3 separate regions of the Zea mays genome follow, and all the other regions are linked to region 1. Evidence: chromatin contacts called from public Hi-C data. All regions are on one chromosome and are shown on one strand. The core of a region is the stretch at or near the end of the contact, and the rest is flanking DNA. Distances in the headings are between cores, read along the strand shown. Region 1 has its middle 39 kb from the start of LOC100274910. Region 2 holds the start of LOC100278900. Region 3 has its middle 13 kb from the start of LOC100275522.

Region 1 (4,038 bases), core at 459-2,958:
GAATCCGGGAACAGCCAAAAGGTGTAGCTGCTCCTAACGTCGGAGCTACATAAGAGAGCTGCGTGCTAGGTTCGGCCGTGGCAACGGTAACCTCAGAGGAACTGCATTGTAATAGGAAACGGACTTTGTTTGTTTATTGACGTGTAGCTTATGAGATTGGATAGTGCTTTCGAGGAACGAATCCACCCAAACGGAGAGAGCATAGTGGTGCGAGCGGTTACGAGGGTCTAAAAACTGCGAACCAAACAGCATTCTATTTAACTAAGGCCATGTCTCAGTTGCCCCGTCGCTCCTTTACTACTATTCTTTCTTTTTTTTTTCTTTGAGGAAGTGACGTTTAATTAGGTGAATGAATGGCACTTTTATTCCAGCACCAGCAGCGTGACGGTGAAGCATACGACGTCAACATCCATCCACTCTCTTCGGTCATGACGCGGCCGCGTGAGGCTGCTACCTAGACACTTTTATTACGCAGAGCTGAACTCGGCCTAGCGTGCCCGCACGCATGAGTCCGGACAATACGAGCAGTCGCAATGTTCGCCTCCTTCCCCTCTTAGGGCATGTACAGTGATGTTTAATGTGGGGGCTCTTAAGGTGTTTTAGGGGGTTATTTGCAAAAAAATCTTAGAGCCGTCTCTCCGTGAAGAGACGCCTCTGGCTCGTAAACCAAGTAACAACAGACGCCTCACTTCCCACTGTACGAATTTGTCGTCTGTTCTATCGATCTGATGCTATACAAATACATTTAATTCTGTATTTATTAATAGACTACGTTTATAGACACTCCATTGTACAATAGAGTCTCTTAGTTGTCTCCTGTGCTTGGAGAACCCTTTTGGTGTCTCTCCACTGTACATGCCCTTACCCGACCGACCCAGTCCATCCGGCTTAATTACCGTTTACGAGGTGTTGACTATAGTTAATGAACCAATATGATACTTAGCGTGCGTTATGACCACTGGATGCAAATACCCCTGCTGCATGAGCAATTGTGCCACCGGTACAGGTGGGCGAATGCCATGCGCCCATGCCACGGCTCACCTGCTGTGATACTTGACTTGGCTGCCCGCTTCTCTTTTTTTTTTCAGGGTGCTGTAAGGGCATTTCCAAACAAGAGGCTGGGCAAGTTGCCTTCCGACGGCCCGCCGCGCATCCTACTACTACATAGTCCCCGGCTACCATGGGCCCGGCCGGCCCTCCCCTCAGTTGGGCTGTGACCTGGATGGCCTAGCCATTCAGCGCTATCGGCCTATTGGATGATGCTGGATCCAACATCTGAGCTAGTGGGCTAATAGGACAACTGCGCTATCGGCCTGCTTCCACTGCTACTGAGATTTCACTGGCACGGCCATGGGCAAATGGGGATTGGGGAATGGCACGCACGGAAGACAGCCACGCAGCACAGGCGTTCGTTTTCGTGCACCCAGCCACCCATGACCCATACAGGTGTTTCTTTAGTTATCCCATGGATCGATCGTATAGATAGATATATGCTTTTGCGAGCGAACGGAATCCGTTTTTGGCTCGTGCGTGGTACAGGCGAGCAACAGGTAGCGTGTAGTAAGCAGCACAGCACCACGCCCATGGGCCATGGGTCATGGCCACGACTCCGTCAGATTCTGCACCGTACAGGCGGCACTGCACTGCACGGCATCAACAGGTACTACAGGATAATGCCGGTCCTCGGCTCGCGCGTCCGGTCGCAGAGCAGCAGGGCGGTCCCGTCGCTCCGTCTGCATGCGCAGCCACGGCTATGGCGGATGGCCGCACGCGCTGTCAGTGAGTGGTCCCCCAATCCACCACAGCAAAAGATACGGGCGGGCCCTCCTCCTCCTTCAACAGGGGTTAACCTCTCGTCTCGCTCTCGCTCTCGCATCGCATGTGACGATGTGAAGAGGGGCGCCGTGGCCCGTGGGAAATAGACCAAACCCAGCCGGCCAAAGCCGCTCCCATGTCGCCCCGTGTCTACTAACGTGAAGGAGAGGGCCCATGCCGCGGTGACGCGCCTATACCAGTTTTACCACGTCCGCATGGATCTACGCGTTCGGTGTAGCCGTATATAGAATGACGATGACCCCGAAAGCGACCGCTCGTGCTATATATCTCATTTGCATACGCATCGTCTGTACTCTGTACCTGTACGTGTGCTATTATTTGCGAGCTCACCCCGCCACGTATAGCCGCCGATAAGATAAGATGCATCATCAAAAAAAAAAAGTCGGGGAGCGCACGCAGGAAACAGAAAACCGTCTATAATCACAGTGCCTGAATGAATCAAATGACAAATAAAGTAGTCAAAATGAGAGTAGGAATTCGTTAATTCTACTATCGATAGGCATTTGTGCATCACTACATGGAAACCGACGTCAAGGAGGTCAGCTCGGCTAACTCTAATGGGGCACCTCTAAATAGATACCGAAACTTAAAATAGATACTCACCGATCGCTGCCGATATTTACACCTCTCCAGCTAGAGTGACACAAATTAAAGGAGATACCCATTTGAGATGCAAGGGGAAGGAAACCTAAATATATATGGGTTTTCTCTCTCGGGGACCTATTACGTGTGGTTTGAGTAAAAGAAGAGAGAAAAAGCGGATCTAAGTTGGTAGGATGAGAAGAGGAAACAAAAAATATGATATGTTATCGATGTGAGTGTTGGGATGGGTAATAATGTTGCTGGAGATAATGACAGATAAATAGAAGAAGCATTGCGTTTTTTTGGTTGGGTAGGTAAATGGTGAAATGGGTCTCTATAAATAGATAATATTGTTGGAGTTACACTTAGCCAGGTAGGTGGATGAGGTCACCGAAACGTTTTGTAACACGCCTTGAATAGTTCTATATATACCTGTATCTGTAAGATCAATGCAGTAATTAATTACTAGAGCTAATATTTAGACTTAGGGGGTGCTTTAGCTTTGGTTACAGTAGTCAAGTTTGATTATTTTTTCCTTGATGTTGTTTGTATATTTGCTTTAAAATAGGACAATTAGGATTTATGGGCTAGGCTCAATTGAGAAATTCAAATAAATCCCAGAAAAATCTTAAAAGCCCATATAAGTGTATGGCTAGGGAATGGTGGAACCAATAGCACCATATTGCTAGTTCTAGTGGAGTAGAGCTAGTTAACATGCGCGTGAATGGTTCGCCAAATCCGGCCCCTCGCCTTACAGGGGCGTGGCTTTCTTTTGCCATTTGAATTTTTGGTTACTTGGCTGTTAAGTTTAGAATCCTAACCGATCGCTATAAAATCTAAACTAAACGCGAGATTTTCGCGGGCACGTAAGATCGAAGGTAGCTATCTGGTCACGGACTCGGCCCTATAAAAGGCGCCTGGCAGCCAGCATCCAAATCATCCCAGTTTTCGTTTTCGCCTCTCTTCACAGCTGAGCCGCCTTCAGTTCTCTTCATCTCGACCGCAGACATGTATCTGCGATCAGGAGAGCAGGTCTCCGGAACCCTTCGCCCTCGAGATCCTGCACTGGGAGAGGGTGAATAAGGTTTTTGGGAAGCGTCCGCACGCGACTGCTCGTGATCTTCTGACCTCGTCGACCCTGCTGATTCCGGCCCACGCCATCAACCAGTATGTCTGATCAGTACGCATCATCTGATTTGACTTTTTACTTCAATTCTTCTGATTTGGTCATGATTTATATTCGAAATTTAATATGGAATTTGTCTAATTACTCAACGATCCAAAAACCTTATTGTAGAAAATTTTCTAGTTTTTCTATAACTGCTTTTGCCGACGCGCTGAAGCTAGAAAAGTTCAATGGTATGCACTTTAAGAGATGGCAAGTCAAGGCCACGCTCTGGCTTACTGCTATGAATGTCTTCCATGTTAGTAAAGGCAAACCTGAGGGTCCACTGACTCCTGAACAGGAGAAAGAGTACGACCATGCCAATACTATTTTTACGGGAGCAGTTCTTAGCGCCCTTGTTGACCGTATGGTTGATGCGAATATTCAGCACACAGACGGGAAACAGTTGTGGGATGCACTTACTATAAGTATGGTGCATCAGATGCTGGCAGTGA
Region 2 (3,991 bases), core at 3-2,502, 160 kb before region 1:
TCCAGAATGTCGTCGTGAATACTGTGTAAAGGCTCGTCCTAGCAGTGTGGTTCAAAAGCATGAGGCAAGAGTTTTTTATACAAATAAAAACTATATATGTAGGAGTACTAACAAAGTAATTATTGGCTAAAGACTTGTCCCAGTGAAATAAGTATGCGTAATATACTGGTCCGCACACACGTATTTTAGTTAGTGTTTGGTTTCAGAGTATAGTGAGATGAGTCGCTCCGCTTCTAATTTATTGATGTTTGAATTAGTTCTATGGAGAACAAAAAGTGATCTTGAAAAGTTATATTCAAATCCTAAACCATCATGCTCCCTCAAATCTTTCGGACGGAGCCACTCCTATTAATGAGCTGCTCCATCGTCCCAACCGTTCCAACACTACCTTAACCATTGACGATACGTAACCGCTCTAGAGCTAGACAGACACAGAACGTACGATCGATAGCACCATGTGCGAAAGCTTCATCTTGGATTCATGCTGCAGTGGACAATAATGTCAACTGAGCTAAAACACCCACCCAGTGGTGGTGGATAACCTGAGCTCATGCAAATATATGGCTACTACAAGTGAAAGTATCTCCCGGCGGAACATGTACAAATTGAATCAAACAACGCAGAAAGACACACTTTTTTTCATAATGCGAGATGCACAAGAGATCGAGCTAGCCACCGTGGTTCTGCTCACCGATCTTCAGCGTTGCATACTGTTGCAGCAGCTTTGTAAGATGACGATACTTTTGAACTAATTCAACCAAAACACATAGCGACGCGCGCACACACACACTCTCTCTTCTAATTAAGCAGTGGTTACCACGGGCACGGGGTAGGCCAGGCCAGGCCAGGGTGCTTGGATTTCGACCCTACCTGTTGTGGAGAGCGTCGGGACAGCTTGGAATCTGGCGCTTGTCGTCTCCGATCCAGGCGGTGGAACGCGGTGCTGAGCGGCCGGCGGCGGCGCCTGCTTGAGGTCTCGGGCGGTAGCCCACGACGACGGGCATCCCCCCTGCGGCGGCCACGCTGCTTGTTGCTGCTGGACGCCGCGGCAATGGAACCGCGGCCGCTAATAATTTAGTGTCGTCGCCGTGGAGGCATGATGCCCACGCCAGGACCAGGCACATGACGATGGGTGCCACAGGGTATCTTCTCTGCGGTCTCTTATTCGTCGCTTGCATCGACGTTTGTGCTAGCTCTTTCTCAGCCAGCTCTGCAAGGGAGAGACAGAGACAGAGAGAGGAGCAGGAGGAAGGAGGAAGAAGGAAGAAGGATTAGCTGCAAAACAGCTGCGCCTGCACGCCGCTGATGGCCATTCCGTTTCTCCGCACCGATACAAAATAATGTGCGCGGGCAGCGGGAATCAAGGAGTAATGCCGCCTCAAGCTAGCGCTCCAAGAGGACTTGCTCGGTAGTATCATATACTAGTACAGGCTACTAGTATGAGAAAGTGACGACGTGGTGTCGTCTGTTTCTTTCTTTCTTTCTCTCTCTTTCAGAGGGCGTACCGGCCTGCTGATCCTGGTCACGCCCAACTAGAAAACACGCTTGTAAATTAAGTTCCTACACAGTTAAGTATCTGGTTATATAGGTCAATGCATGCCTGACTGCGTCTTAACAAGATACAGGAACCATCCACCAGTCCAGATCTCCAGGACCACCTCGATCTTCTGGTGCAACGACGACTCCTCCTTTCTCCAAATGTAATTATAAATAATACTACCTCCGTTTCGTTTTAGTTGTCGCTGGATAGTGCAAAATCGAACTATCAGAAACGGAGAGAGTACTACTTACTGTCTTCCTCTTCCTCTGTTCCTAATAAATAAACCAATTCCTAAAGTTGTCTTAACCAAAAATAATAATAATAAACGAATATTTGATACCAAATAAGTACAATATCAAAATATAGTTTGTGGTGTTTTCAATGGTACTAGCTAATTTGGTACCATAAGATAACTTAAATAACTTTAGTAATTGACTTATTTAGGTCCCGTTCCAAACCTCTAGAACTAATTATTAGTTACCTAATAAGTTGTTAGCGGATTTTAGTTGGGTTGGAACAGCTAGCAACTAATAGCTATTTGAGATATATAACTACCAATTAGCTGATTCGTTAGCTCACTCATTCTAAGCTGAACTAATAGGTTTGGAACAGGACCTTAGTAACTAAGAGAGAACCTTATCAGTGGAAGGTTTCATGTTTTAGTTTCTAAAGCTTTATGCATTGCAAACAATGTCGGTACGTAGTGGCGTAGATAGGGTGGCTAGCGGGCCTAACAAAAAAGAAAAATTGTTTTGTAGTTTATATCTATGGCTAAAATAAAAGAGTTAGCTCATAAAAAGTTAATATTTACTATATATTTAGTGTATATATGTGTTAATTGTTATGACTAGTGACTATTGCATATTGTATATATACATATATTCTATTTATTCACATTATAACTATAGTTACATGTCTTGGCCCCTCTAAATAAAAATCATGACTACGTCTCTGAATTTAGGTGAGTTTTAATCCTATAAAACTCATTTTCATCCCATGAAACTTCATTATCTCTCTCTCCTCACATATCCTATACCGTACCATGTCAACCTATTTAATGACATAAAACTGTTATGAAACGAGACCGGTTTTATTGTCCTTCCAGCATTAGTTCAATGCTCCTTCTACTCTCAATTAAGTAACAATGTTTTTTTTAATTTGACTGTGTATGAACTACAACATCTTAAATACAAGATATACGGACAGATTTATAACCACATAATAAGGAATCTAGCTGAATACTCGTTTATTCCTTACCAACTAGCATTATTTTGATTGTCAACTTGCTTAATTATCTAGGAAGGAATAGTTCGAAAAGGCATGTCATTGCTTTGACTACCGATTATAAAAGACATTTGTGCAAAGGCATACATTGATGGTTTAAAAGATGTGCACATGTTGATAGAGTCGAACTATCCAGATACTTCGACCTTTAATTTGACACAGATGGGCACATATGACAGGAAGTATCTAATTTAGGATGATGTTAAAATCTTAGATATAGCTTATATTTAAGAACACAAGAAGTATATCATCTAGCATCATTTCCTATCGTTCCACCAATGTCATGTGTTACCCTTTTGCTTCCGAAAAAAGCTAAAATTATGCAGAAATGAGGATTTGAATTGTGGTTATTGACTCCAAACCTACATTCGCATTCACCTAGCCAACAAACACACGTCTTTATATTTTATACTCTACACTCAATGATACATGGAAATTGTAGCAATGTAAGAGCATTTTGACCATAAATTACTTTTTATATATGTCAAGCTTGAATGTTAAATTCCCTTGGAAAGCAGTTTCGTAAGTGTACTACTATTTATTTTCGCAAACTAAACTTAGCTGAGATGTTTAGATTTTCCTTTTTTAAAAAAAAAAACCTGACGCGGATGCTGACTATCCAGCGGATCCATTGGTCCAATCTTGTCGTTCGTACCTAGGTGTACGACGTAGGACGGTCATGCAATTAAACTATTGGTGGCGCTGTTTGGAGCCGCACTGCAAGTTGCTGCACATCAACACATGCGTGGCTGGGAATGGCCGGTGCGGCCGGCACCAAATCAGTGTCATCTAGCTACCCACCATCTCAATTGGTCGCCACGAAAAAGAAATAAAAAAATCATAACATGCGGTCGCTCGGAGGCGAGGCGAGGCGAGACGCGAGAGGCACCTGATCACGATGCATGCATAGTTGGCCTTGTCAACGTTGGGAGTTGAGCCTCATGACGTGATAAATCCATGGTTACAAACGAAACTGTCCTAGCCGTTTGTATGGCTTTTTAATCTTCGGACTAGTCGTCCATGAAAATTTGTTAGGACTGGGTCAATATTCTTATGCCTTAAATTACTCTCTCCCCCTATAAAACGTGATGTTATAAAATAAAAAAAAACATATTGTAAAAAATGATATTTTATCTCTTGAGCTGTAGATTAGACCCGTATTAACTT
Region 3 (3,695 bases), core at 651-3,150, 220 kb after region 1:
CTGGTTCGGTTTGGCCATAGTTGCTGTGGGTTTATCAGTTATGGAACCGATTAAATGGTCAAATCGGTGACAAATCGAGCGAATTTTAAAAAAAAAATGTTTCAAATTTAGAATTAGCTGGTCTGTACCGGTTTATATGGACGAATCGTGAGTGATTAGGCTGCCCGCACTGGGCACTCTATCACCCACGCTATATACCGATAGCGTAACTCGATGACAGAAACGAGCTGCAGCGAAATACTCAATCGCATGCGCTATCATGCAGTAGGGACCTGGAAACGCTATATACAGCGCTATACGGCGTCAACTCTATCCATCTTCGCGTGCTCGGCCAGACGGAGAGAGCCAGAACGAGAGGCGCCACGGAGGCAGATGCATGCAGGTGGGGATAAAAAAGTGTGGGGAAAAATTATAGAATATGAGGTGGTTGGTATAGAGTAGATATTTAGGGTGAATATGAACGCGGAGTATTATAGGATAGAGTAGAGAATCTCGCTGACCAGGATAAAATATTCCTTTTATAGTAGAAATTTAGGGTTCCACGAGTGCGGATAGCCTTAGATATCGGTGGCGACCGGTTTACGGTGGGGGCAGGTAAGGCTATCCGCACTCGTGGAACCCTAAATTTCTACTCTAAAAGGAATATTTCATCCTGGTCAGCGAGATTCTCTACTCTATCTTATAATACTCCGCGTTCATATTCACCCTAAATATCTATCCTATACCAACTACCCCATATTCTATCATTTTTTCCCACACTTTTTTATCCCCACCCTATTATCCAGCGACAGACGCCTGCTGCTGCTGCCGTATAGCGTGGAAGCCTGCTGCTGCAGAACTCCAGATTTGGCGTTTCAGTTGCCCTACTCGAAGATAGCGTAACATATCGAGTTGTCGCTGCAGCCCATTTCGCAACTGGAACCGTATAGCGTATGCCTTGCCGTTCTCGACTGCGGCTAGCCTAAACCCTGACGAAGAGACGCTGACAAGCACCATGCTCCCTCGGCGCGAGCCTGCATCCCGCACAGCGCAAGGGCCGGCGTGAGGCGCGCCGAAAAGCTATCGTATCGCCGCAGAATCCGTGCAGTCCTCGGCCAGACTCTGCAGCTCCGCTAGAAAAAAGGCCTTTGCCACAGTTTATTTTTTAAAAAAAGTCACGTCGCGTGGGCAGTGGGTCCTCCTTCGCAACACGAGATGATCGCAGTGCGGAGGCCAGGCCTGCAGTTGCACTGGGCTCCCGTCTGTCTGTCTGTCTGTCTCCGAGGCCTGCAGTTGCACTGTGCGTCGTGGGCCTCGTTCTGACGACACCAATCCGTCCACAAAAAAGTGTGACGAGAAAAGAGGCGCCGTCCCGTACCGTAATGAAATGAAATGAAATCGAGCCGCGGCAGCGCATGCACACCACGTCGCAGGCCTGCTTCCCCTCCCGCGTGCCGCGCCTGACCTGACCTGACCCAGCAGCCTTTTCGTCTCCGCGATCGAGATCCGGGGCTGATATTGGTACAGTTCCTGTCGGCGACGACCCATCATCAACGCTCGCTTCAAAAGCGGTGCAGCTGCCTGCGGAAACCGATCTTTACAGCCTGGGTGCATCAGCGTGTCTTGGGCAGAGGCTCGTACTGTACTTGTTTATTTTGTCGCCGCATGAGCGAGCGTGTCCGATAGTTTTTCATCTTTTTTTTTACCGTGGGGAAAACTGCTACTCCTCCATTGGAATGAAGGGTGCGGGGACGTACTAGGGGCCGTGCAGTTTCCGTCTCTTTTTTTTTCTGACGCACGATAAATCCGTGAACCGTGAAGGCGATCGATCCGTCTTTTCGATCCTGGCAGGGCCGGGCTCGCATGACGCCAAGCGGTCGGCCTGTCCGTCCGTCCACGCACGCAACCGCAACCAGAGTCCGAACCAATCCCGAGCGGCGTGGCGCTCTGTAGTCTGTACTGCACGGGCTGGCACTGCGGCCGCGCGGCGTTGTCCCGTCCCGTCGCCATCACCAATCCCAGAACCCGTCTCCTTCCTCCTTGGCAGCGTCGCCGAGGGTGACGGACTGGCGGCGGCCGGCGCACGAGAGGATGGGCGGCAACCCAGGTAGGTGGCTGGTCGCGTGGCTCCCCCACCGGCCACGTCGCGGCCTTGCTGCCGACTGCCGCGCTCCCTCTCGTACCCGATCCCCGCCGCACACCCGTCACGTGACCGCGGCCCGTGGTCCACCACCGCGCCAGCCGAGAAAGCTTTGGCGCGCCCGACCGCGCCAGCCGGCCGCGGCTGTCGTAGCGCCCGTGGGCTGCCTGCCTGCCTGTGCCTGCCCAGCGGCCCGCGTACCTGACAGTGGGGGCGCGCGGTACGTGCCAGGGATTTCCTTTTCGGCGCCAGACGAGACGGTCGTAGCAGCAGCGAGCTGGACAGCGCCGTTTGTGGCTGCTTGCGCTGGCAAGGCGCGCCGAACCGGGGGTCCGTACGCGACGGGGCGCGGGGGTGATCACTCGTACTAGAGTGACTACCAGCCTTGCCGACACTGCGGGTTTGTCGTCGTGCGGCAGACGACCTTGGGCTGTGCCTGACGTCTCGCGGATATGGGGATGGCATGATCCGGATCCTGGGAAGGATGGATGCCGACCGTCTCGTGCGTACGGTTCGAAAGATCAGTTTCTGGTGCGGCCCCACCCCCTTTGCTTATCCTCTGCCTGCCGCATCTCATCGGAAGGAACGGTCCTCGAAAGATAAGCCGATGTGATGATACTCCTCTGCCATGCCAAGGAGGTCGACATGCTGTTCTACTCGTGGTTGGCTTCAGGATCCTTCCGAGAATGATTTCCTGGCACTGGCTGTCCCCGCAATAGATTATAGATGAGCTGTATAGTCCTATCTATTCCCCGCCGCTACGGGCATGGGAAATTAGCTGGAAAAAAGGGCTGCGCAATCTCCGCCGGAACACTCCCGTTCGCCCGCTAATGATTGGCAACAGCTCAGACAAGAACCGAACAAACGACCGAATCATCACTGACCCACCGGCCGTTCGATCACCTCCCATCCCACCGGGCCACCACCATGGCTCCAGCAGCTGCCAGTCTGGTAGAGTAGTAGTACTAGACTTTGTTTAATGCAATGCAAGTCAAAGGACCATGAGCCAGCCGGCCAGTCCCCAGCCGGTCCGTAAAAGCGAAGGCCGGCCGGGTCACGAGATGTCCTCATGCTCACGGATCGCGCATCCAAGTGCGGCCGCCTACGCCCAAACAAGTTGAGCTACCGACCCGGCCGACAGCCCAACATTCGACTGCGAGCTAGCAAGCGAGACACATCAACTGGCGCTGCCACTGGCAGGGTAGTAGTACACGTTGAGGTGGACCGCCGTCCTTCTCGTGTGCCGCTCGCCGCACCGGCGCACCCTCTCCTCTCCCGAGTCCCTGGTTTTTAAAAATAGCGGAAGGATAAGCTAGTCACTGTGTATTAAAAAAAAGCTATAACCTGGTTTTTTAGAAACCAGGGTCCAACACACTCTCAACCAGCTTTGTTTTATAAACCAACTTCTAGAGACCGGAGATATAAACTGATTTATACGAGATGTTTCATAAGATTTTACAACATAAAAGTAAAATTGAAACGAACAATCTTTAAATGGTTCTAGGGTAAGGATTAATCAAACAAGCTACGACGTCAGCGAGCACCGAAATCGTAGAGACAGCGCCTGTAAACACTG

What was found. A called contact is a pair of places that touch in the nucleus more often than the background predicts.
Region 2: a contact with region 1 is called in a Hi-C map of ear, with 2.2 times the contacts expected there. The contact joins the promoter of LOC100278900 here to the enhancer-like site in region 1. A contact is called at or near these places in 2 of 25 Hi-C or Micro-C datasets (ear and leaf).
Region 3: a Hi-C map of ear shows a contact between it and region 1, with 2.6 times the contacts expected there. The contact joins two enhancer-like sites. A contact is called at or near these places in 5 of 25 Hi-C or Micro-C datasets (bundle sheath, ear, endosperm and 2 more).

The regions. Positions count from the first base shown.
Region 1 is chr3:22,959,816-22,963,853 of Zm-B73-REFERENCE-NAM-5.0, reverse strand. No RefSeq gene overlaps it. Among protein-coding and RNA genes, the nearest start is that of LOC100274910, 39 kb to the left of the region's middle. Within about 2 kb of position 1,708, at least 20 of the 20 cell types and tissues checked have an H3K27ac peak or open chromatin away from gene starts, as enhancers often do. A contact at or near this core is called in bundle sheath, ear, endosperm and 2 more, where this site is marked.
Region 2 is chr3:23,118,964-23,122,954 of Zm-B73-REFERENCE-NAM-5.0, reverse strand. It overlaps LOC100278900, which reads right to left and starts at 1,252. Exons shown (of 1, transcript NM_001152027.1): 1 at 575-1,252. The coding sequence starts at 1,178. The coding sequence ends at 867.
Region 3 is chr3:22,742,551-22,746,245 of Zm-B73-REFERENCE-NAM-5.0, reverse strand. No RefSeq gene overlaps it. Among protein-coding and RNA genes, the nearest start is that of LOC100275522, 13 kb to the right of the region's middle. Within about 2 kb of position 1,900, at least 19 of the 20 cell types and tissues checked have an H3K27ac peak or open chromatin away from gene starts, as enhancers often do. A contact at or near this core is called in bundle sheath, ear, endosperm and 2 more, where this site is marked.